Regions from separate parts of the Zea mays genome. Here region 1 is linked to region 2. A link is a contact called in public Hi-C data. All regions are on one chromosome and are shown on one strand. The core of a region is the stretch at or near the end of the contact, and the rest is flanking DNA. Distances in the headings are between cores, read along the strand shown.

Region 1 (6,884 bases), core at 3,828-6,327, 180 kb after region 2:
TGTGCGCCGAAGATGACGTTGACCTCTCCGTCAACGCGCGGGAAGGCTTCACCTCCTCCCTCCTCCTGCTGCTGGGGTTGTCGCGGTTCTCCTGGTCCTCCCCGCGGCGGAGGAGGAGGTAGAGGTTGGAAAGGCCAGCCGTGTCTGACGGAGTGCTTGAAGTCCCTGCAGTTCCGAAGGGTGTGGCGCATGTCCTTGTGGTACGGGCACTGGGCGTCGAGGATGTCGTCCAGCGTGCGTTCGCCTCCGTGAGGTCCTCCCCAGGCGCGAGAGGCAGGTGGTCCGGCGGCGTGCACTTCTTCGCGAGGCCTCTTCTCCCAGCGTTTGTCGGGTTGCTGGTTCGCGTCGCGTCGTGGCGCTGCCGGTGCGGGCTTCGCTACTCCGATGAGGTCCTGAGCTCGCTCGTCGGCGGTGATGTAGAGGTCGGCTTCCCGGAACAGCTGCTCGGAGGTAGTCGGCGCCTTCTGCAATATAGCTCGGACGAAGGCCGAGTCATTGGATCCTCTATAGAAGTCCTCGATCACGGCCGCCTCTGTGACCTCGGGGATACGATTTCTCATGGTCTGGAACCTTTTGAGGTACGACCGGAGAGTTTCGTCCCCCGGCGCTTGATGGATTTGAGGTCCCATGGTTGCGCTGGTTTGTTGGAGAGGGACTGAAAGTTGGCGGTAAAGCGTCGACTGAAGTCGCTCCAGTCGTCGATGCAGTGTCGGGGTAGATGTCGCAGCCATTGCAGCGCGTCTTGCCCGAGGACATCACGTCCTCGGATGCCCCGGCAGCTCGAGCCGCGGTGGTGTAGACGGCCAGCCAGCCTCCTGGATCCTGCTTAGGTTCATATTTGTCGACGTTTGACACCTTGAAGTTAGGGGGCCATTGAATGGCTCTAAGGCGTGGAGTAAGGGCAGACACTCCACACGTGTCTTCTTGTTGTCGGGGATGATGTCTGTCCCGGGGAGGGGAGTAGTTGTTGGGGTTCCTCGACCGTCCCGGGTAGTACCTCCAGTCGAGGTCGTTGCCGACTCAGTTCTGGTGGCCTGACTCCGAGCCGGGGTGCCATGATCCCTGTCGTACTCCTCCCGGCGGCGGATCTCGTTCTCATACCGTCGTTCACGCGAAGCATTGATGGAGCTTCGCGCGTCCCAGCGACTGTTGATGGCGTGTCGTAGATCGTTCGGCGGGTGAGCGAGAGGTAGAAGATGGTTGGCTGCCTGGGTGAATAGTCGTCGATAGCCCTCGGCGTCGGGAGTCCGAGGGAGTCCATTAGCTATCCGAGCTAGTACCCCTCCAACTTCACTCGGCGTGTTCATGGCTCGGGCGAAGTCGAGATTTAGGTTGCGCCCGAAGAGTGGATTTTCCCGACGTTGCCTTGCCTCCTGCTCGGCTTGTTCCTGAGCTCGTCGGTGATCACACCGTCGGGAGTTCCTTCGTTCTCTGAAAACGCATTCCTCCGGAGTTTCTCCTATCTCTGAGACCTCGTCTCGCGAGACAGGCTGCTCTGGATCCCGCTCTCCGGCCTCGTGATGTCGCCGGATGTTTCGGCGCCGGTTCCTCCGTCGACGGGACTCCCGCTGAGGTGGTTCTTCTCCGGGCGCGGTCGGCTCATCGTCGGAGACGGGGGGCGACTCCACTCTCCCGATGAAAAGAACGTCGGGGTAGAATGGTACGGCTGTCGTGGCGATCTTCTTTCCGTTCTCCTTTGAGGGTGGAGGCACGGAAAGAACAACTTGCTTCCTCCCGGTTTTGTTTGTCTCCTTCTTCCTTGCGATTTGTGTCCATTCTTTCGTCGAGGAAGTAGACAACGGAGTTCTCTGGGTCAGCGGGCCCTCGGCCCCTGGCTTACTGAAGGCGATCTTTTTTCGGAGCGCTGGAGGTTGCGCTTTTTCCTTCTTTACCCCGATATTCTCGGAGTATGTTGGAGGGGACTTCTTCTTTGGCGGATCTGCGATGTGGTGTAGAGTTCCCTCTTCATCTGCTACGGATGAGATAGTTCCGAAGCAGAATACAGATCCGGGACGGAGGGTGATCTTGCGGTGGAAGGTGACGGCCATTAAGCTAGCTTAGATCGACGACACACCCCCTACCTGGCGCGCCAGCTGTCGGTGTTTTGGGTCCGACCGCACACCCGGGGTTGCCCCTCAAGGTGTTTTTAGGAGTAGGACAGTGTCGCCGACTGTAGCTAAATGGTTCGTGCCGGATGCACGAGGAACAATGGACAGTGTTTACAGGTTCGGGCCGCTTGGAGATGCGTAACACCCTACGTCCTGGTGAGAATGTTTTACGTGGTGGATTACACGGGAGCTCTCCTACACTAGAGAATAGAGAGTTGGGGTGAATGGGTGAGTAGTGAGATCGATCGTTCTGAAGGGGTGCCCCCTAGGCCTTATATATTCGACCGTGAGGCAATACATGCAGATGAGATAACAAACTGCACCTAAGAGATAGTGAACTGATTGAGTCTATCTTCCTATAGTTCTGCCGACTTATCCTCGCCTGGTTACGTTGTACGGGGCTCCAGCGCGGGAAAGTCGGGTCTTCTGTTGTGGTTGCTTGCTCAATGTTGCTGGGCCATCCGGGCTCGCACCGATCCGGCCTTATGTCAATCTGCTTTACTGATCGTTCCTCCCCAGGCCCATGAAGGAGTAACCTTACGATTTATTGGGCCCTTGGGCCTTTCATGAGGTCTTTTATCCTTCCAGTGGACCCGGGGGATATCTGTCCCCCACACATTCGTAGCCAACTCCTTCGAGCGCCGTTGACGGAGGCAACCACGAAGACCGACGTTTGCGGAGGTGGTCGGGCGTCTACGCGCGGCACATTCCACCGCGACCTCGACCCCCCATCTAGAGCTCGGCGTACGTGATGCATTCTTCGTCCTGGCGGAAGGCGGCATAGTCCAAGGTCGCTCCATCGTCGTGGCCGAAGGATCAATGCTTGTTGGAGCTCCAACGTGCTCCCCGGCAAGTCCACCTTCGCGTTGTGGAGGTACGAATCTAGGTAAGTGGTGCCCGGCTCCCCGGCAACTCCACCTTGGTCGATGACGAGTAGGCACTACTCGGAGACGTCGACCGCTGCCGCTTCCCTCTCCGCTCTAGCTTCGCTCCAAACACGACACCGTGCAATCTACACTTGTATAATACGCAATCGAAACTCAAGAACCAGGATAGAGCTCTATCTAGAATCCGTGCCTGCGTATGGACGAAAAAACTTGGAGAGACGTACCTCGTTTTTAAACGCGATGGTTGAAGTGCGGGGAGAAGAGAGACGATGCTAGAAAATGGAGTGAACACGAGTGACAGGTGATTTGCGCCCCCGAATACAGAGTCTGTTGTGCGCGTGAATAGTGGACTCGGGCTCCTATTTTACGGATCCGTGCCCATATGTGATCTCTTCCTGGAGTTGGTGTGAGGAGCCATTAGGCTATACGTAATGGTGTCCTCTAAATTTTTCCCCTATATGCTACTATGCAGCCACACCAGCAAGATTCCTTCCCATATATTCACTCTTCTCGTGACGATTTCCCCTAAATTCTCTCTTTACCTCACTACAACCATAAAATATTATTTTCAATACATATACATCATCATTTACCATTTTTTTGTCTACTATAAATGACTGTCGTGCACATGGTTTAAGGGGAGGGGGCCGGCTGCCACTCCTTCAAATCTGTGGGAAGAGAGTGCCTCTCCCTACACTGTAGCTGGTTTGGAGGCCGCCGCTGCTGCATATAGCACGGAACTGTAGCCGATACAGTGCTAGGGGAGGGGCAGCGTTGCGTACAACCTAGAGATGGCAATGGGGACCCGATCCCTGATTCCCCGCGGGGATGTAAACGGGAAAAAATTCTCCCCCGACGGGTAAACAGGGACGGTTTCTCATCCCCGTTTCCCGTGGGGACCCGTTAAACTTACATGTAACGATGTTTTTATTTAATAACTAATTATAAAAATAAATAATTACATTATCAATAGATCACTCATTGTACAAATGCGTTTATTTTGATGTACACATAATGAATTTTTACATCTAACATTGTGTATAAGTGACAATGTTTTACATTAACAACATATGAAGTGTGTTCTAATTATAATTTAAGCGGGGACAGGGCTCCCCGACGGGGATTTATCCCCACGGAGAATGAGGATGGAGAAGAAATGCCCTTCGCAAGCGTTCGTAGGGATCCTCGCGGGAACAAATTTTTGTCGCAGGAACAGGGATGAGGAGCTAAAACCCGACGGGGAATTCCCCGTTGCCACCCCTAGTACAACCTTATCCCTATAGGTGCACATTCGGGCCGCCCGGTTCGGCCCAGCCCAAGCCCAAAAAGGGCCGTATTGTTTGAATTTTGGACCGCCCCGCCCCGTTTGAATTTCAGGCCGTGCCGGGCCGACCCACGGTCCTAGTCCTCGGCCCACGACCCGACACGTAATTGCTTAAACGTGTCGGGCTTATTTCAGGCGGCTCGAAATCCAGTTTTTGGTCCGAAATTCACATTAGGGCCCAAAATTCACATCAATGCCTAAATTCAAAACAAATTTAATAAAACAAATAAAAGATAAGACAAATAAATTCGACCAAAAGCAAACTTAATATTTGTATTAAGTTACCAGAGCTATGCAATGACTGCCTCGTTTACAAATTATTTTGTTAGAAAGAAAAAGAGTATAATCAGCTCTATACAAAGTTCGTAAGTTTAGTTCATTATCTAACGTTCATAACAAAAGTAAAATTACATCACATACTCTAATTCGAAACTACAAAAAACATCTAACTACCGTTATCTCTAGCTGTGTGTTCTTTATCAAGTACATGAAAGTGTGGAATGAAGTGTGATTTTAATAAATACATGTGCATTTTCGTGCCTCTATATGGGTCATTTCGTGTCTGTCTTAAACGAGCCGTGCTCGTGCCCCGTCCATGGGCCGCGATCTCGGTCCAAACATATCCTAATATATCGGGCTATGTCGGACCGACGCTAAATTATTTCGAGTTATGCCGTGTCTGAGTACTGTTTTTTTTTCGTGATTTAGACCGATCCACCAGACGCGCCCCAAATGTATCCCAACCGAGAATTCCGATTGCCCTACGTCGATCTGAACCGTCGGTTCACCGGGCGTTCAACGAGAGAAGACAGCGGAGACGCCGACCCCGAGCGAGACTGCTCTTCTGATTCTCCGTGCCGGGCGGGCTAGGCAGCGCGGCGGCCGATGAGATTGACGGCGTGGCGGTCGCGACAATGCAAACCCCTCGTCCCTCCTACGCGCACCACCAGCTCCAGCAGCACCTCTCCTCCCTCCTTTCCGCCGCCGCCGCCGATCCCCCGCACCCCTCCGACGATGCCTCCCGCACCGCCGCCCTCTCCAACCTCCGTCTCTCCTTCCTCCACCCACCTAACCGCCCCCTGTTACCTGCCCTCGCTCCCTTCCTCGCCCCGCCCCTTTCGGTCCTCCTCGCCGACGATGCGTAAGTGAACCTTCCTCTCCTCATCGCTTTCCTTCCCCATTTGTGACGAATCACTCGATTCACCCGGCTCATGCTTTATTGTTTGCTGTGCAGGTCCTATGCCGTGCGGCGGGCGGCGGTATCGGCGTACGCGGCGCTCTGCGCGGTGCTGTGCTCGCACGAAGCGCCCGGGGGCCTGCCGGACGGGTTCGTCGCCTGGGCACTGCCGCTCCTGGGTGACCCCTCCTCAGCTGCTCTCGTCGCCGAGGGGCTCCGGGAGCTCCTGTCCACTGGGGACGTGTCCCCAGTCGAGAGGTTCGTGCCGCCTCTCCTTGCAGCCTGCCGTGACGTGCTAGAGGATGAGCGGATGTCGCCCGCTGTGCTCCGGTGTCTGCTCAGCCTGCTTATGTTGGTTGCCGCCAAGTTTCCCCACTGCTTCCGTCCACAGTTTGTTGATATCATGGACCTGCTTCTTGGGTGGGCGTTTGTGCAGGACCTAGCTGATGCAGATCGCAGCATGATCATTGATAGTTTTCCGCAGTTTCAGTGGCATTGGCTTGGGAATCTGCAGTTTTCACTTGGATTACTGCCCAAGTTCTTGGCCGATATGGAGGGGCTTGTGCATGATCTCAACCTGGGAGGCAGCCATAATCCTGGGAGGCTTCGTTCGCTGTTTGCTTGTTTCTCTACGGTACTGCAGATTATGTCTTCTGGTGTGGCTGAGCGAAATAACCTAAGAGAACTTGTAGCTGGGCCTCTGGAAGGTTTAGCTCCTCAACTTTTAAGGTGTGCATCAGTGATAGCCTCTAACCTTGGCTGGTCTGAGAGGATGGAAGACGCATCCAAATGCTTGGTCTTGCTTGCAGAGATTCTGCAGGAAAGGTTTGCTGATTTTTATGTCCATTTTGTGGATGTGTTGGTCCAGAGCTTGGAAGTTGCCTCCTCGGCACAGTTGGCGGCAGCACTTAAGACTAACCTGCAAGTTCTATCACTGCAAAATTTGGGGCTCCATGCAGCTTCTGTTGGAGCTTTGCTTGACTTCAGTTCAATTTTATCTAAGTCACGTCTTCATCCAAACCACAGCGTGGTTGCAAACTCAGCAGCTACCTACATTTTTTGCTTACAGCATGGATTGGAAGATGTAGTTGATCAAGCAATTGCATCAGTGATGAATGAGTTGGAGCTGATAAAATCTCTGCTAGCGGAAGGGCAAGCAAGTTGCCCTGATATCCATAGTCCCCCCTTAGAATTGAACAGTGAAAGGAAAAACGAGTCGAACTCAGGTGTGCATTGTTGGCCACAATATTCAGAGGATCAGTTGCTTTGCCTAATGAAATTTGATCTCAAGATTCTTCTGGCGACTATTGCACTGGATACAAAAAAGAGAAATGAGAGAACAACTAACTTGATACAATTCATCTTAAAGAAGCTTGACCCATTTGGTG
Region 2 (6,282 bases), core at 2,870-5,369:
AGCGGAGCTTTCCTTTCGCCCTAGCTTGGGGACAAGCTGACTGTTAAGAAGGGAGGGGGGATGTCAACGACTATATTGATAAAGGGAAGCAAGACAAAGGTGCCGGGGAGACGTCGGCCAAGAGATACACAAGGAAGACCACGCTCGTGGGCCGAAAGGAGAACAACTCAGGAGAAGCCATCGAGTACCGCGGCCCAACAAGCGTTTCACAGGTGATGAATGACATATGTGAGGGAGGGCCCATGGGGCAGTGAGAGACGCAGCCTGTAATAACCCTTGCGGTCGTGCGGAGAAGACAGGCAGGCAATACGAACTCTGAACCCGGCTGTTCGTGTGGAGAAGACAGGCAGGCAATACGAACTCTAAACCCGGCTGTGTCCGGAGGCTGGCGGCGCGCCATCGTGTAATGAACCCATAGCTACCTACAATACTGAGATAGAGAGAGGAGACGGGTGCCGGGAGCGGCGCCCAACTCATCCCCATGTCGGTGGTCTTGCAAAGACCGAACTGAGCAGTAAGCCATCAACGGTAAATTGAACACATCAGTTCACTTGTATGTATATTAAACATCAGATTGTTCTCAGAGGAAAAACAAAGAGAGCAACAACTTTCCAAGAGCAATGGAGTACAAAACATCACAACTAACCAACACGTCCTAGTGAGGTACCTAATTCTGCAACCCTGAAGCCTGAAGGGATCCCCGTGTACGCAAATGTACATAGATGGCCAACGATTGAGGCAAATGCTCAGACAGGGAACACACCACAATCACACACTTGGCATTGAAGCGCATACGACGACGTAGGCCAGGTACCGCAGGGCATCTTGTAGCTTGCTGACAGCGCTGGTCTGATCGGAGTTGAGATGGATGGATATGGACTTAACCTTCTCCTGTAAAGACTTCTGATTTGGGAGGTCGTCCTGCTTGTCGGCGAGAGCACTTTGCATAGCTGCCGCATAAGCTTCAGCGACATCCGAGATACCTACGGACAAATGAGGTGGCGTTTGTGAAAATTGAAATTCACCTCCTACATAGAGTCATCAATTTGGTATGAGAGGTCCATTACCTGTAGCGAAACTAGTAGACACCTTTTCCATATCCACAGAGATGGATTGCGCCTTCCATCTGATTATTTTGGCTTTTGAAATGGCATCTTCGGGCCAATCAATCTTAACATCATTTTCACCGTCCTCATTCTTTGATTTATTGGCAGAAGATATTACTGACTTTCCTAGCACCAGAAGCTGAGAAACTGCAAGGCAGCACATCTCCGATAATCTCTGCAAGAAAAGAGTTTTTTCTCCCCTCAAAGAAATATCAAATTTATAAGCAATGAATGACACGTTATATAGTATGTACATACATGAACACCCTCTGAGTGAATGGTCTCAAGCCTACTAGTGGTTCGTTTCATAATCTCGTTTGGAGAAAGCCCACCCAAGGCAGTGGTGAACCTGCGAAGGTGATAGATATAATCACGGTCTCAAGTTTAAATGAGAAGACATTTTTAGAGCCGACTTGAATGGACAATGTCTCACAAAAAGTTAAGTAATGTTGTTTTCATCATGTATACATTGCATTTTATTAAAAAGTTGCTATCTATCTAGTCAACTACATGCTAAAATGGTTCTCTATAAATTGACATGATTTCATCAATACTTGACAAAACTAAATATAAGTACCAACATACTAGTTGTGAATCCACATGGTAATGAAGGATACACATACCCTGCAGCCATCTTAGCAGCCTTGCGAACACTATATTCACATAACTTCTTCATCTCAGCGTCAGTATCAGTGTCAGCTGATTCAGTCTTCTTCCCTTTGTCAGATTCTGGTCCATCTTCATCAGCATTGGTGCTAAGACTAAAAATCTGCTCTATTTCTTTAAGCTTTCCATCGTAATATGTTTTCTGGTCAGAATTAAGTTTCCCCTTTTTCCTATTAAACAACAATGCATAGTGGCTTGATAATGCTTCCAGCTCCTATTACAAACAGAAAAAAAGACCACATCTAATTAAGAGAGAAGGGGGCATATTGAAGACCAAACACATAATATCCATGGGAAGACAAAACATCACCTCTAATTGATCAGGCCCCCCATAAATATAGAAGCATCTGTCAAATGAGACTTCTTCAAACTGTTCCTCTTCTGTCTGCTGGTCACCTTCACCGGTACTGCCTTTATCAACTTCCATACCAGTTTCTTCAACAATAAACTCCATTGTCTCCTTTCCAACACGTTCAAGCACTTCCATTCCTTTTGCTGTAAATGACTTCCCTGTCTGTGATTATTGAACTTTGATATTAAAATATTTGTTTCACGTATATGTAGAGACAATGCAATTACTGACTCCTAGCTACCTCTAAAATGGTCGGTGCTATCGCAGATGCTTTTGCAGGCAGTTCTCCTTGCTGAATGGTTTCGGCCAAGCTTGAAGCTGAATTTTCCAATCTAGGAAAGTAACCATGACATAGTCAGAGATAAATACACCTAGCAAACATGTTACTTATCCAAGGAGAGGCACTTGCAGGGTTACTGTTAATGAACACAATACTAACTATTTAACACTAAAAAGACATTACAAAGGTTAACCTGCTGATAGTTGATGCTCGAAGTTGAGAAAAGACATACAAAGTTACTGGATAACAGACAGCACCAAGTTTATGATGGAAAGTATGTTTACAGAATCTCATCGCTATGTCATGTTATACATGTGCACAAACAGCTGAATACCCATGTATTCATTTATCAACCAGTAACTGAAATAATGGCATCATAATACTGGCACTAGAGACATTTAATACATGTAGTATACAGTTTTGTATCTCATGTTCTCACTTGTAAGATTTAACCAACTAGATCCACAATTTCATAAGTAGAACAGACTGGGTGGATTTACTAGTGGGAGAAGCAACTCCAGGTCATCTAGGCTGTTTCATGTAATGTAAGGACAAGTAACAAGGGTGTGCCTGTCACCACTGAACTATTTTTTTTTTCTGTTCAATCCACAAGGGCTGTACTAGGGGTGGTAATGGATCACGATCCAAATGTTTCTTCACAATTCGTTTAAGCCCTTAAGTAATTTTAGTTAAAAAATGAATAGAAATTGATCTCGATCCTAATCTCTAATCTGATCTGATCCTTAAATTTTATAATGTAAAATTAAGAGTTCATTACCACCCCTAGCTGTAACAGCTTAAACTGAAGGAGATGGGGTGTACTTTTGAACAAATAGTGAACCACTCCTCCATGCGGTCCCAAGAGCTTGCCAAGTACCAGTCGTGATGGTCTCCACCGAGCTATCAAAGGCCTTCAGCCCCTGCAGAAACCCACATACACATACACACATTGTAAACAGCAGTTCACTAACCATTATCACCGGCATTACCAAGCCCAGAAATGCCAGCAATATTGAGAGAGTTGCAAGGCAGGTACTTGCCTGGCCCAGGATTGAGTCCTCACCGGCCTTCTCCAACTTGTCCAGAGCCGCCTTGCGTCTCTCCTCCTCCTCCTCCTCCCCCTCCGGTTCCTTCTCTTGATCCTTCTCGCCACTACCCGGTACCGTGTCCTGCTCCGGCGGTTGCTGAATGTCGGCGATGGCACTCTTAGCAACCTCCACCGCCTGGGACATAAATTCATTGAAACCCTAATCTGGCCTTCCCACCGAGTAAAAATAAAAATATGCGCATGACGAAGCCAGCAGGTCGAAGTGCTACTCGGTACTCACGTTGCGGGAGATCTCTGAGAAGATGGAGAGTCCCCATCCGCCCCAGCCTCCTGCCGCCTGCTCGGCGGGCTGACTCTTCTCGGCCGCCGGAGCTGGCGGCGGCGACTCGTCGGACATGGCGCGTGCCGTGAGATTGACTCCTTCGCTCTGGCTCTGGCTCAGGCGGACGGATCTAACACTGCAACCACCAGTGGGCTCGCGACTCCAACTACCTGGCCGGAGAGATGAGTCAAGTCGCGTGCCGTGCCGTGCACGTGGGGTTGGATTGGGCCCGGCCCTATAAGTCAAGTCTCAGTAGGCCACGATGCCGTTGCGGGCCTAGTCTGCGACTTCGTTTGGGTCAGGCCTGCCTGACTATGATTGCACTTGGTCCTGGCCCAAATGGGAACGACCCAGAAACCCGTCGAAACCCCAGCCCCAGGCCGCCGGTTGCTTTCGCTTCGCCGGAGAAGAGCTGAGCGCGATGGCAGCGGCGCAGGAGGAAGCGGCGGCGGCGCCGCCGAGCACGGAGAGCGATGCTACCGAGACGGAGGAGGCACCACCAGGCGGCGCGGAGAGCGATGCTACGGCGATGGAAGCGGCGGCGGAGTACTCGTGGCTCCAGCTCCGCTTCGACCGCCCCCCTCGCCGGCTCTACCACTTCGCCCGCCAGTTCCGCTCCGCCACTTCCTCTGGCAGCAATAGTAGCGGCGAGAACTTCCTCAAGGGCGTAAAGTGGTCGCCCGACGGGTCCTCCTTCCTCACCAGCTCCGACGATAACTCCCTCCGCTTGTTTTACTTGTAAGCCGCGCGCTTACATTTTTCTGATACGCTCTCTCTTGCGCCCGCGGCGAGTGGCTAAAACTAGGGGCATTCCCTTCTTCCGTTCGACAGACCGGAGGAAGCGTACATTGCGGCGGAGCCCGTTGCCGAGGCCGCTGTCGAAAGTGAAGGTGCGTTTCTGGTTTTTGAGTTGTTTGCTGTTACGATTGTGGGAGTGTATCATGTAAATGCCGGCAATGAATGCTTAGCCGATCCTTTGGTCGTCTCTGTTGGTTCAATTGTCCTCTACTTCCTATCCGCTGTGTTAGTTTCAAATTCTTCCCCCCTGCAGATTCTTATGGAGCTTTCATTCAGGCGAACGAGGGTGAGCCAGTGTACGATTTCTGCTGGTACCCGTGTATGTCCTTGTCTGGTGGGTGATGAATTGCTTTCTTTCATATGTTCATATTCCTTCTTCCTTTATGATCAATTAGTGAATTTGATGCATTTTTATTGTTTTGCAGACCCAGCCACTTGTGTATTTGCAAGCACCAGTCGTGATCATCCGATACACCTTTGGGATGCCACCAGTGGGGAAGTAAGACTGTTCCGCTTGTTGTGTTTCGTTATGTCTCACAATTAATTCTGGTTCTGATTATTTGTTTCGGGAATTGCAGCTCCGGTGCACATACCGAGCATATGATGCCATGGATGAAATAACTGCTGCACTTTCGATTTCTTTCAATTCTTCAGGATCTAAGTATGTGTGGTGCACTCAAACTCTAAGTTGAATCCGTGTTACATAAGGAAAAATTCTGATTTTTTGATACATGAAACATACTGTTTGTAGTCATGGCATCCTGTTAGGTCTTGTTCTCAGTATAAGAAATTAATGGCCTTTTACTCATTTTGTTGTGTGTGTAATGCTTACTGTCAGTATCATACTTTGGTGTCTTAGGATAACATATGGGGTTCTATGGGTGAAAACGGGTTGGGTATACCACTATACCCGTCAGGTACCGGATACGGATAATACAAATATCCATTTTTTGGATACGGATTCAAATATTTTTATACTTAGTATGGGTAGTACACGTATAGTGTAGCTTTTGATTCAGGTTGGATTTGAAGCGAGGACTACCCAGTAAATATTTGGATATTTGGATTGGATATGGGTACTCGGGTTTTGGATGCCCACTTTCCTTTTTCTGCACAATATTTTTTATAAAAACATAACCTTTACATATGAACTCGGATGAAGATAAAGTTTACATGAAAATCATAGAGCTTGAAGAGATCAACAACCTTGTAGTACATCACATTTTTGTTTGAACATATCTTCACGTCAAAATCATTGAAATAATATCCAAATTTGTATCAAAGTAACAAACTATACATCACATGTGTAACTCCAATACTCCATAGCTTATTAATGTTATCATTTGCTTTTTTTTAAGGCAAAGTATTGGCGCCTCTAGTAATTTGATTAGCCTATATATAATATACTACCTCCATTCTCTAAATATTTGTCGTCCGCTAGTTCATTTTTTAACTAAAACGCGACAAATAAAAAACAGAGGGAGTATATGCTAATTCTGATAGTAACGCATATAAAGAATTGTGTCGACGTGTCTAATATGTTCACAATTGATGATTATTGAAGATAGATGTTGCGATTTGAGTTCTTCAATCATACATTATATAAACTATTTTTTGCCAATTTAAAACTATCACTATGTGTTATATTGGACTATTGTGTGATTAGACATTGCCATCGTATTATGAACTATAAAATTGGACTATTGTAGT

Evidence for each region. A called contact is a pair of places that touch in the nucleus more often than the background predicts.
Region 1: a contact with region 2 is called in a Hi-C map of leaf, with 4 times the contacts expected there. The contact joins the promoter of LOC103643975 here to the promoter of LOC100194389 in region 2. A contact is called at or near these places in 6 of 25 Hi-C or Micro-C datasets (ear, leaf and tassel).

The regions. Positions count from the first base shown.
Region 1 is chr1:280,841,280-280,848,163 of Zm-B73-REFERENCE-NAM-5.0, forward strand. It overlaps LOC103643975 (serine/threonine-protein kinase SMG1), which reads left to right and starts at 5,078. Exons shown (of 17, transcript XR_561409.3): 1 at 5,078-5,460; 2 at 5,554-6,884.
Region 2 is chr1:280,667,001-280,673,282 of Zm-B73-REFERENCE-NAM-5.0, forward strand. LOC100194389 (Transducin/WD40 repeat-like superfamily protein) reads left to right here and starts at 4,120. Exons shown (of 13, transcript NM_001139420.1): 1 at 4,120-4,512; 2 at 4,606-4,664; 3 at 4,826-4,906; 4 at 4,998-5,071; 5 at 5,151-5,233. The coding sequence starts at 4,196. LOC541769 reads right to left here and starts at 3,977. Exons shown (of 9, transcript NM_001305810.1): 1 at 3,733-3,977; 2 at 3,445-3,627; 3 at 3,227-3,324; 4 at 2,366-2,456; 5 at 2,083-2,286; 6 at 1,730-1,986; 7 at 1,365-1,455; 8 at 1,068-1,281; 9 at 525-983. The coding sequence starts at 3,849. The coding sequence ends at 769.